2 separate regions of the Pan troglodytes genome follow, and region 1 is linked to region 2. The links are chromatin contacts, called in public Hi-C maps. All regions are on one chromosome and are shown on one strand. The core of a region is the stretch at or near the end of the contact, and the rest is flanking DNA. Distances in the headings are between cores, read along the strand shown.

What was found. Hi-C and Micro-C count contacts between places; a contact is called where the count stands out from the background.
Region 1: a contact with region 2 is called in a Hi-C map of stem cell-derived neural progenitor cells, with 2.2 times the contacts expected there. The contact joins two enhancer-like sites. A contact is called at or near these places in 1 of 7 Hi-C or Micro-C datasets (stem cell-derived neural progenitor cells) and 1 of 1 datasets of contacts at active chromatin or transcription factors (stem cell-derived excitatory neurons).

The regions. Positions count from the first base shown.
Region 1 is chr3:170,483,115-170,488,945 of NHGRI_mPanTro3-v2.0_pri, forward strand. All of the region lies in intron 10 of PALLD (palladin, cytoskeletal associated protein), which reads left to right. Among named protein-coding and RNA genes, the nearest start is that of CBR4, 210 kb to the right of the region's middle. Within about 2 kb of position 2,642, at least 11 of the 24 cell types and tissues checked have an H3K27ac peak or open chromatin away from gene starts, as enhancers often do. A contact at or near this core is called in stem cell-derived neural progenitor cells, where this site is marked.
Region 2 is chr3:170,296,190-170,302,276 of NHGRI_mPanTro3-v2.0_pri, forward strand. All of the region lies in intron 2 of PALLD (palladin, cytoskeletal associated protein), which reads left to right. Among named protein-coding and RNA genes, the nearest start is that of PALLD, 140 kb to the left of the region's middle. Within about 2 kb of position 3,067, at least 3 of the 24 cell types and tissues checked have an H3K27ac peak or open chromatin away from gene starts, as enhancers often do. A contact at or near this core is called in stem cell-derived neural progenitor cells, where this site is marked.

The DNA.
Region 1 (5,831 bases), core at 1,392-3,891, 190 kb after region 2:
GAAATTATCAGTGTGAAGGCTACACACCAAAAATATAAGAACCAACTGTCCTGAAAGTTTGGGAGTTTAGATTTGGGGAAATTATTTGAAATCATTTCAATCTACCAATTCCTGATTTTTTTGCACTAAGAATTGAAATTCTGAATCCCTTAATTTATGTATCAAATATATCTACCAGCAGTGCAGGGACAATGAGGGTGGAAATGCATTAATTAATAGATTATATGGACTGCCTTAAGCAACTGTATAATTTCTGTTAGGATGAAACCGAACCATGTTGGGAATTCTGATTTAAAATGAGGTCTGTACTTTATAGATGTGGAAAATAAGGTTCATAGGACGAAATTACTTCCTCAAAAGCGACATAACTGCGTTGCAGCAAAAATGGCAGGAGAGTGCAGGTCTCTAAGCCCAGTCTTGGACTAGGTTCTTGATTCCAACAGTTCTCCAGTGATGCTTCCCAAGACACTGGGCTGAAAGTGAACAGTGACCCTCTTTCCCGAATGTCTATAATTTTCTCAATTTAAAATTTTTCTCCTAAAAGACAATGGCTATTTTTATCTTTTCTGTTTGTTTGTTTGTTTGTTTGTTTTGAGACACAGTCTCGCTCTGTCACCCAGGCTGTAGTGCAGTGACACCACCTCGGCTCACTGCAACCTCCACCTCCTGGGTTCAAGCAATTCTCCTGCCTCAGCCTCCCAAGTAGCTGGGATTACAGTTGTGTACCACCATGCCTTGCTAATTTTTGTATTTTTAGTAGAGACGGGGTTTCACCATGTTGGCCAGGCTGGTCTTGAACTCCTGACCTCAAATGATCCACCTGCCTCGGCCTCCCAAAGCGCTGGGATTATAGGCATGAGCCATTGTGCCCAGCGAATATTTTAATCTTTTAGTGACCTCTGTCATTTTTCTTTTCAAGAACAAGATGAATGAGCAAATGTAAACATTTTAAAATTAACTTGGAAGGGCTTTGACAGATTTCATTTCTCATGGACATATGCTTGTGACTGTTTCAATATTGCAGGCATACACTAGCATCATTTTCTTTTAGCAGAATTGCTTGGTGCTCCTGTAATAGAATGAAGTGTAATAGTGTGCAAACATTCACAACTTCCATGTGCTCTAAAACCTAAACAAGTTTGAACCTACAAGTCACTTTGTAAGGCACATCCAGGCTCGTTGAGATTCTAACTGGTGGAAATAGTTGAAAGTATATTTGTCACTTACACCTTGCCTATATCCAAGAAGGATTTGAGTCTTCCTCCAACAAGAATGCATCCAAGCTGGTCTAAAACTGTCCTCCATAAAATAGGGAAATACACTTTGGGAATTTCATAAGCTAAACACTATTTCCACATTGGTCACCATGGTGAACACAAATAAGCAAAATCAACTGAATGGTAACAAGGCAGGGAGAGAACGTGCTTCCTATAGGATTTGATCTGCTGCTTATTCTGATCAAAGTGGAAACTGTAAAGGTTGGTTGGAGTGGATAGCCCAATGCCTGCCCAGTAACAGGGCTGCAGGAATTAACACAGTGGACGAGGGAAGGTACAGACCATTTTCGGTGGCTAAATGAGAAATAATACTAAGCGATAGGATATCCTGTATGTTTAGATTACTTGCCTCTGAAAACGAGCTCCAATTCTTTTTCAGAACAAGTGTTGGGAACAAACTGTGGATATTTAATCACTTAAGGGTACTTTCTTCTGGGAAAATCGCTCACTCTTAATTTTTCAGTTGAGTTAGACAAGGGCTAATTGCAAGAGGATTAAAACCTTGAAAACTGCTTTGTTCAGCTTATTGTTTCAGGTTTCCCTTTGGAGTGTGGATGATGTGTTTATTTGACATAATGAATACCACCATCCGCTTTGTTCCAGGAACCAAAAGGCTATGTGCTTGCCCAAGGAATTTCTCAGTTGTTTATATGTAAGGAAACACTGCTCTGTGTTATTGGATGGGACCATTACAGCTCTTTCTTAAATAGGGAATGCAGAGAGCCGTGCTTTCCTCACTCACATCTGAGCAGAGAAACCAGAAAATAGCCTTCAGCACTCCAAATGCCTGCTTGTTTTCAACTCAAGAGAGCAAAGGGAACATTTATTGAAAATGTGTGTTCTTCGCTTAGGAACCCAGAGCTTTACTTTGTGTTATTGGCACATCTACTTAGGCCTATGTTATATGTGTATGTGTGTATATATATATATATATTTTTTAAGTATGAGATTGGAGTGCTTGGCATGAATCATAGATTAGAGAACATTGACAACTAACCAGATAGTGAACTCTGCCTCTATCAGCCAAATCTAACTGCCAAAACACTGAGGAATAAAGTAACCACTAATTAAGCAGCCTGGAGTTTTGTTTTTGGGTTTTTTTTGGTGGTGGTTGTTTTTAATACATACCCTGCCATAGGATGAAGGCAATTGTGTGAAATACATGCTTTGCGGTGACTTCCAGTGATGCAACATAGCAGTCTTTTTAAACAGCTGAAAACTCTCTGGTCCTTTATGGTTTCCAAAAGGTACTCCTTAAATGGGCATAACTGATGGGGGATTGGCTAGTGAGCTACAGAGAAGGCTGAGTCAGAGTGACCTGTTGGAGCCAGCCCCGTGTGTGTGTGTGTGTGTGTGTGTGTGTGTGTGTGTGTGTGTGTGTGTGTGTGTAGAAAAGGGGGAGTGGTGGGCAAGGGGCGGGGGTGAAGGGAGGCTGCAAGCTTAGCAGAATGTTTGAACAAGACAAAGAGCAGTTCCAGCGACCAAATAAGGAAGTGAGTGCTGAAGTATTTCAGAATAGAAGTGTGTCAGGGACTCAAGGCAATTGTGGAGAGTAAAAATAGGCAAAGAAAAAAGGGCAAAGGATTTTTGTTTTACTTGTTCCACAAAATAAACAGGGAAAGAAGTATCTCTGGTCTTTCAGCTGGAGTGAGAAAAACAGATCGTATCTATCCCTTTCTGTTGGCTTTTTATAGACATGTGTCTGAAGAGATGTTTAGAAACTCTTTTAGTGGCAGTGGCAATAATAAGCATGCTTTTGTTAAAGATAGAAAAATGCAAGTTGTGCATTAGAAGCACTATCACATTCCCTTTATGTGTAATGCATGAAACTTTTAGCCCAAGATGATGGAAGTTTCCAAGAACCAACAGAAATATCTGGAAACCCATTTTCAGACATGTCCTGAACACTGAATTATAATTGTATCCTTTGAGAAAAATCTTACCTCTTAACAAATCAGTTAAATGTCCATTAGATACAGTGTCTAACTTAAATATGTTGATAGTTACTGAAAAAGATGTCAAAAGAGGCAAATTACGCAAAGAAACTGTCAGTACTTGTTTTAATCTTCTCAATACCATCTCCCCAACTCTCCACAGTGGCCAATAATATGTCACTGATCCTATGGATAAATGCTGCTCTTATTTTGATACTTTTTTTGCAGTACGGGTGGAAGACAACAAAGATTTGGAAGGAGAATTTCAGATACTCCTAAACATAATTTGAAACAACCTTTTTTTGTCCTACAAAACCAACATTGAGAAATTATTTCTATTAACCAAGAAATCAATTTACTTATGTCCACAACTAGGAATAAATAGAAGACACTCATCCTGGGTAAGACTTTTGAAAGCCCTCAATAACTAAATTGTTGGCAACTCTAGGATTGGCAGTTGAACAAATCTATCCTTCTGTTCTCATGCAAAATACAAAATTGGACAGCCCACACTTGAATCAGAAACTACCAGAACCTGCCCAGAAGAGTTTAGGTAGAGAGCTAAACTGGAGTGCAAAATAGGGAACACACAAAGATTGACCACGGCATGTAGATGATCTTACAATGTAGTGTATTCTGGGTCCAAAAATAACATGCCTCCCACTTAAACTGAAATATAAACTCTATTGAATAAGCTACCTTGATCATGCTTCAAGAAAATGTCAGGCTTGTGACAAAATGTTTATTATCACAAACAAAGAAAAAATTAAAATGAGACACAGTGTTATGCCCACAAATAGTCATTTTAATGACCAAGCTCCATCCTACCAATGCTTCACTAGTTGACTTTTTTTTTTTTTTTTAAGCAATTTAGCAATAGATGTCAAGAGCAGGGGGAAAAGGCTGGGTTGCTGGCTCACGCCTGTAATCCCAGCACTTTGGGAGGCTGAGGCAGGAGGATCACTTGAGCCCAGGAGTTGGAGACCAGGCTGGGCAATATAATGGGACTCCATCTCTACAAAAAAATATTTCGAAAAAGCCAGACGTGGCAGTGCACACCTGTAGTCTTATCTACTTGAGAGGATGGCTTGGGCCCAGGAGGTCAAGACTGTGTGAGCCATGATTGTACCATGTACTCCAGCCTGGATAACAGAGTGAGACCCTGTCTCAAATAAATAAATAAATAGTGGTAAAAAGAGTATTTGACTTCAAAATCATACTTCTCAGTATTTGCCCTGAGGAAGTAACTCAAAATGGGAAAAGAAATGTGTAAGCCTGAAGATGTTTAGTATAGCATATTTTTTATAATTTTAAAACAAAAAATTTAGAAGTCAAATACACAGAATATTCTCTTATCTCAACAATGCAATATTATGCAGCAATTAAAACTGGTAATGATTAAGCCTATGAAGGCAAAAAATGTTTATGATAAATGATACAATAATGACGAAAAGTTACCTTGTAAAATTACACACTATCTGTATAGCTATGTTTTGAGGACTAGAAAAGAACATGGTGAAATAGTGCTAGTGTGTTATACATAGAGGTAGATTTTTTGTCATCTTTATTTTGTGTGTTTTAATAATAAATGCCTTTCAAAAAAAGATGATGATGAACAAGCTTACAGGCAAGAGGCAGGATTCCAGAGTCAGAAAGAACTGAGGCTTCAGAGTTTACCTATCCAGCAAATATAAGTCACAAAGTTTTGTGTAGCTAGTTAGTGATGTTGTAATAGACTTTGCCATTTACAGAACTGCTTTACTTACTGATTTGACTTGTCAATTATTTAAAAATAGCAAAGCTAGCAAAAATAGCAAAATGTCAATTATTTAAAATTAGCAAGTGTAATTCTTTTGAGAGAAAAACAATCACCCACAAAAATGTAACTGCAGAGGCTCCGAGACCATTTGTGTGTGTGTGTGTGTGTGATTCCTCCGGTATAGCTGTGAATAATGTGAGGTAACCAGAGACTGGCAGAGTCAGCCCAGGATTAAACACCGTCATCAGCAGCACCCCAGTTTAAAGAGAAGATTCAGAGCACCTGCATCAGGATCTCCTTCTAAAGCCCTGAATGGCAATTGGGAGCCAATCCTGACATTGAGATCACATAATAAACTGTTCTCACAAAGAGCAGTTCATTTAATCTTTCCGTGCTTTTGTTTTGGTGACCCCGCTACTGCTGGGAGTAATTATAAAGAACTCCAAATGATTAGAAAGCATTTTGCATAAATCAGCTTGTTTGAATTATTGCATTTCCAGGGAAAAATAATTGCGACTTAGAACAATGCAGAAATTATTTACACACCCAGGTGTCAAAAAGCAGAGGAGAAGCAAAGGAGTAAATATATATTTATAGAATTTCCTGTGATGGCTTATAATAACTATTGAGTAATCATAGAATGTTAAATGTAATCTCATCCAACCCTCTATAGTGGAGATTTGAAAATGGAGACACAGGACTCGAAGTGAATTGTGCAGGGTCTCATAAAGAGTTAATGCCAGAGCCAACTCCTTTGTTGAAAATAGTAGTTAAATCCTTAATGGCTGTTCTCTAGAGCTCTACTTACTGCCTTTGCCTTCTTGCCCCTCTCCTGTGGCGAACTTAAACAGTACTTCCATC
Region 2 (6,087 bases), core at 1,817-4,316:
CTTTAGCAGCATTCCTCCCCAGGACACACCCTCTCCCCCTCCCCAGCAGCCCGGCTCTCCGACACACTCCGCGCACACGCGCCCCTCGGCGAGACGCGGCGCATTCGCGCGCTGCAGACTGGCGGCCTCTCACCGAGCCTGAGTCGTGGCCGCTGCGCCGCCAGGAGGCTTCCCGGGAGCCGGCGGGGCCCAGGACCTCTCGAGCGCAGCAGGCAAGGGGCCGGCCTTTTGGCAGCGCGGCTGCCAGTTAATTTTCTCCGTTGCATTCTGCAAACTAGATCGCATTCAGAGCCCAGAAGTTGCAAGCTGGGAATAAGCGAGATCTGAAGGACCCCCAAGAGGAGCTTGTTTGGGAGTGGGGGCAGACGGCGTTTTGCGCCCAACTGGTAAGTGGCAGCATTAAATCTATGTAGACATGGAGGAAGTAAAGCTTTGCAGCCTTTCCAGGCAGTGGCATGCAAGTACTCGTGCGAAGAGTACTGTTTTGGGTGTTTAGTTGTAGTGGACTCAGAATACCGTGTTCCGCCACGGTTTTCCTAATCCCTTCTTCGGACTCCTCTTTGGGGGTTGGCGGGGGCGGGTCCTGCTCCGCGGGACTTTTCTGTTGTTAGAGTTAGGGTGGGGGAGGGGAGAAAGGCGTGAGGTTGAATAATCTCTCCTACCCACCTCACCCTTTTTTTTCATTAAAAAAAATGATACTTTTAGAGAAGCTTCTCTTTCATGTGTTTAACTTGCCTGCAGCGGTTTGAGCCCAAAGAGTTTGTATTTTTTCTAATTACTTTGTAATCGGCTCCATCCTCGGTTGAAATAGAAGGAAACTTTCACAAAGCAATCAATTTCTGACAGCCTAAGAGCTGCTCAGTTGCTGAATGAGGTCTAGCTGGAAACACTTTGTTTCTCACAAGGTTTTGGTGATTTTTCCCATGAGAAATCTGGGCGTTTTCACACCTGTTGCTTTTCAGTTGCCTCAAAATTGTTTGCTTGTTTGTTTGTTTTCTTGGATTTCACTTGATTGCAGTTCTTTGTCTAACCAAATCCAATGCTACTTTCCCGGTTCTCCTCTCCCTTTGGACGGGGTCCCTGTTGTTAGCATTCAGTTGGCGGTGGTTCTTAGGGAACAAGTGGCAGGCAGAATACAATAGGGAAGAATGCATTCCTGATGACTCCTCTACCATGGAAAGACTGAAAAACTGACATTCTCCATTAGTTTTTATGGAAAGCATTGCTGACACTTATAAATATCCAATTTTGGTGAGTTCCTGAAATTATTTAATCCAGAAGTAACCAGCATGACTTTTACAGAGAGAGTTCCCCTAATCTATTTGCATTACAAGCATAGAGACCCTGGCACCTGAACACCCCCACAATGCTGAAGTCACCTTTCACTTCACTGGCAGGTAGGCTACTGACAAGGAAAGGGGTGATGGAATGTTAGGAGAGGGGCAGCGGGGAAGACCCCCTGAGAAGGGGGCTGTCCTCCAAGGGACCAGCATGATTTCAGCTTTCTGATGATTAAGAAAATCATCAGGATATTGGAGTGTAATTTAACATCCTAGTAGGTTAAGTTGAATTCCTGTCCACATGATGAAAAAGACTTTCTATCAGCCCTTCTCACACTTCCAAGTGGAGCTCAATGGAATGCTTGTTTATTTCTGTCGCCGATAAATCCATGGGAAATCTCTGCTGAACCCAGCAATTTTAAAAAAGCAAGTTCCAGCTTATAATTGCCCATATAATGGCAAACAGGTTATTTTCAGTAACCTAAGACTCTTACATTTCCCCCCACGGTTGTTATAGGGGTTACATGAAGATGTTATGAGCATGCATTTGAGCTTACCCACCCCCAACTGAAATGGAAAGTTATCCTTGGGTGTCTGATGGAAAAGATTGTTGCCAGATACCTTAGGAGGCTATAAAATAACATGTTTCTGAAAAGATCATAACTAGTAGACATGAGTGTCTATAGCTACTATATAATTTTTCATTGTTCCTTTAGGAAAGAGACCTACTTTGATCACTACAGTGTTTACATTTGTTGTATGGTTTTTCTGAGTCTTTTTTCTTTTCTTTTTGCTATTGAAAATCTCCCTTCATTTAAATGAAATCACAGACTAGAAATAGCAATGATTGCTCTCTAGGGCTAAAATTAGAAACTACAAGAGACTTTTTAGACACATCCCTCTTGTCTCATGGAAGGTTCTGCAGAGTTTTCTTTAAAACTCCCACTTAAGCAATTATTGTAAGATGATGTTTACTCTGTAAAATAGCATTTTTATTTGGACAATTTTTTTCCATCAAGCTGTAATCATACTTTGCCAATGCATGTTGAACTTTGTTTCTCTGAGGTGCCTAAAGGCACATCCAATACATTTACCATCCCTTCAAAGTCTGTATACTTAGCTCTTTGAACAGTTTCTTAAAAAAATAATAATAATAAATAAACAAAAGCTCCAATGGCACTTGCAAGAGACAAGACTGGGTCCTGTGATGTGATGGCAGATGGCAGTTGCATGAGCTTTGTTTATGCTCAGAACAAGCTCGGTGTCTCTTAAATTAATCATGAATTGAATAATTGATTTCTCACACCTTGGGCTGCATTTAATCTTCAGCTGTACATTTAAAGATAGGTTATGATTGAGGTCTTGTTCACTTGGACGTCCTTTCAAAGCCTATCAAGTGATTTTACAGTTGGGTCATTTCTAATCGTAACACATATTATAAAATGTAATGACATAAACTTCGAGCTTTCCTGGCTTTTCAATTTCCAAGACGGGCTTCAGTGACCTTCCCATTTGTTGGTCAGCCCCAAAGACGGTGGGGCTAATGGATACAGTGGTTTTTCTGTAAATGTAATTAAATGTGCCTCTGCCAGCTGCCTGTGGTATTTGTGAATGTTTTCGTAAGAAAAGCTGTTCTTCGACTTTATCTGCCCACTGTGGTTTGTGGCATGTTGTGCTATTCTGCAGCCTTGCAGTTTTTTTCCTGAATGATTGGGCTATGATGTCATGTGCTATCTCAGCGCAGAACCTTTTCAAAACTTTGCTGGGGTCTGTGTGCCTGAGCGAGGGGAGTGGAGGCTCCCTCAGAGCGCACTTGGTAGCGACTCCCCGTCTACTCCAGCACATTCCATCGCCTGGAGACCAAAGCCACCAAATGATTTGCGGTCAGAGTGATTTGGGGCTGGTTAGAGATGATTTAAAAGGAAGGTTATGGGCATATGAAGTGTAGGGTAAAGAAAATATATTTTACTACTTTATTGAGACCACATGGCTCCAACTTGAACTTTTTTTTTAAACATGGAAATTGTTGGCTGAACTAGCTCACAGTGTTTTTTTCCCTTTTTTTCTTTTTTATTGCTCTGAGCGAAGAGCTGTACTCCCTATTTATTATATGCTTGACCTCCCCATTATTTCTGAAAGTTTGAAAAGCTTTTTATGTTTAAAGAAAACAGGAAAACGTAGGATTTATCTGTTGTGCTCTTCAAGGGCCAAATACCATTGCCAGAGAAGAGACCCAACTCTCTCCAATAACTGAAAGAAGTTTTCTTTCTCATGTCAAGCTTGGGAAGCCATCAGTTATGAAAGAGACAAGGGCCAGTCTGTCCCAGGGTACCCGAGGGCCACAGCATATCAGTACTGACAGTGTATCCATGTCTCTTGTTGACTGGGAGAGATGGTTTTGCTCAACCTCCTAAGGGTTCAATATACCCTACGATTAATAATGGGGCCAAATAAAGCATGGTCGATCTTTTCCAATGCCAGAATGGTGATGATAGGGCTCAGAGACCAGGGGCTCCTTCTCATTAGCGGTCCATGGGAACACATAACACTTGGGTGCAACACTTCGTTTGTGAGACTAAGCAGCCATCTCCTGCCTCTCCTATGTGGGCTACCACAAACTGGCACAGTAAACCACCTATTACCTCTGAACAGGTTCCCAAATCTCTGTCCAGCATGAACTTAAAGTATCTATTATCACTTCACTCTGTGGCTCAGGTTCATCCTATTTCACTCCTCAAGGCATATGCCATAGTCTAATAGTCCATTACAAGCTATCAGATAGCCAGCTCCAACTTGCAATTTGGTGTTATGACACTAGCTAGAGAAGTGCCATGGAAAGCATGTTTGTGAGCATGCCCAGTCCCTTGGCAGCCATCAACCCAGGGTCTGAGGGCCATGACTGTGATGTAATGGAAGGCCTGAGATCTTCCCACCAACCCTTCATGGTTGCTGGTCTGTGATCCATCTGAGCCAGCCTGGATTCCCGCAGTTTGAGTCTGTGTGTGTGTCCAGGGATTTAAAGGAAAGCATGTGGAGACCAAATTAGTGTGGTACCTGATGAGAAAATCTTATAGAATTGGAAAAATGTCAAGAAGGCAGCATTGTATGATGGAAATCAAACTACATTGGAATTGAGGATCCTGGTTTTGCCACTATGTGACCTTGAACCAGCTACTTAGTAATGTAACATTAATAAAGCACTGTATTACATTTGATCATTTCCTTCCTAAATATGACATGTGATCATCAGAACCACATTTGGAAGCAGGTAGGGCAGGTGGCGTTATTTCCATTCTGCAAGTATGGAAACTGGAGTTCTAGAGGTTAATGACTTGCTCAAGGTCACAAAGCATGTGAGTGGTAGAATTTGACCTCAAACTCAGAACTTCTGCGAGACACGGTGGCTCATAAGCATGAGCCTGTAATCCCAACACTTTGAGAGGCCAAGGCAGGAAGATCACTTGAGGCCAGGAGTTTTGACACCAGCCTGGGCAACATAGTGAGACCCCATCCCTGCAAAAAATAAAATTAGCCCAGTGTGGTGGTGGGTACCTGTAGTCCTAGCTGCCTAGGAGGCAGAGGCGAGAAGATCGCTTGAGCTCAGAAATTCGAGGCTGCAGTGAACTACTATTGTGCCACTGCCCTCTAGCCTGACTGACAGAATGAGACTCTGTCCCAGAAAATAAACAAAAAAACCCAGAACTTCTAACTTCAAATCTCATGATCTGTCCACCATAGCAAGCAGCCCTCACAATTCTCAACCTCTATAGAACTCACTCTCCTCATTTGCAAAAATGAGACATTTGGCCCAGAAAATTACAGGCCATTCCAGCTTAAAATTCTGTGTCTGATGAATCACTGGCTGGAAGGGACTTTAAGAAATCACTTAGTCATATTCCTTGCTTCCAGAAGGACTCTATCTAAACTATTTTGAAAAGAAAATATCAGCCCTTTTCTTACAGTCCCAGTGCAGAAAAGGGCCCCAGAGAGTGTCCAAGTGCATTTGGGAGTGAGAAAGAAACGAGGAGCTACAGAGCCAGTGCTCAGCAGGGTGATCCATTTCTTGGGCTCAGAAGCAGTGAGTCTTGCCTCCCTGGATGTGAATGTTCAGCCCTGAGATCAATATCTGAAGTAGGAGAGGAGAGTCACAAGCATGCTTTGCTGGTTAGAAAGGAAGTCTGTAAGAGAGATCAGAAAACTGGTAACTCTGTGAAGAGAAAAAGAAGAGCTAAGTGACTCAGTAATGATCTTAAAGTTTATTAAGGACTCCTGGAGAGTGCGATGACTACAAATCAGTGGTAATGTTTCTACTTAAAGATAGAAACGGCAGAATCCTGCTCATTCAGCAGGTGTGACAAGCAGAAAGCTATGCTAACCTAGCCTTACTTTGCTTGTATCGGAGGGGTTGGTGGCAGAATGGGAGTGAAAGGGGCTTCGCCCTGAAGACGGTGCCTAGGAGCCCCACTCCAGTCTTCCCTTCTCTCTCAGCACAGTTCTCAGCAGGCTGGTGTACCAGTTAGTGTCTAGTAATCTTTCTAGGACAAGGGACTACCAGTAGACAACTACCAGCAAGCACAGCAAGTTGCAAGTTCAGTCTCACATTGCTCAGCTAACCCGGTTATAATTTTAAAAACTGATTTGTCTCCATGTTCTTCCTATGTCACTCCCATGAAATAGATGTTACTTTTTATTTAAAAAAAAAAAAAAAAGTAGTGACTGAGATCAGAAGACAAGTAATTATCACAACTCTACAACTTACAGAGCTTAGACAAGGCATTTCCTACTCTGGGTCTTGATTTCTCATCTG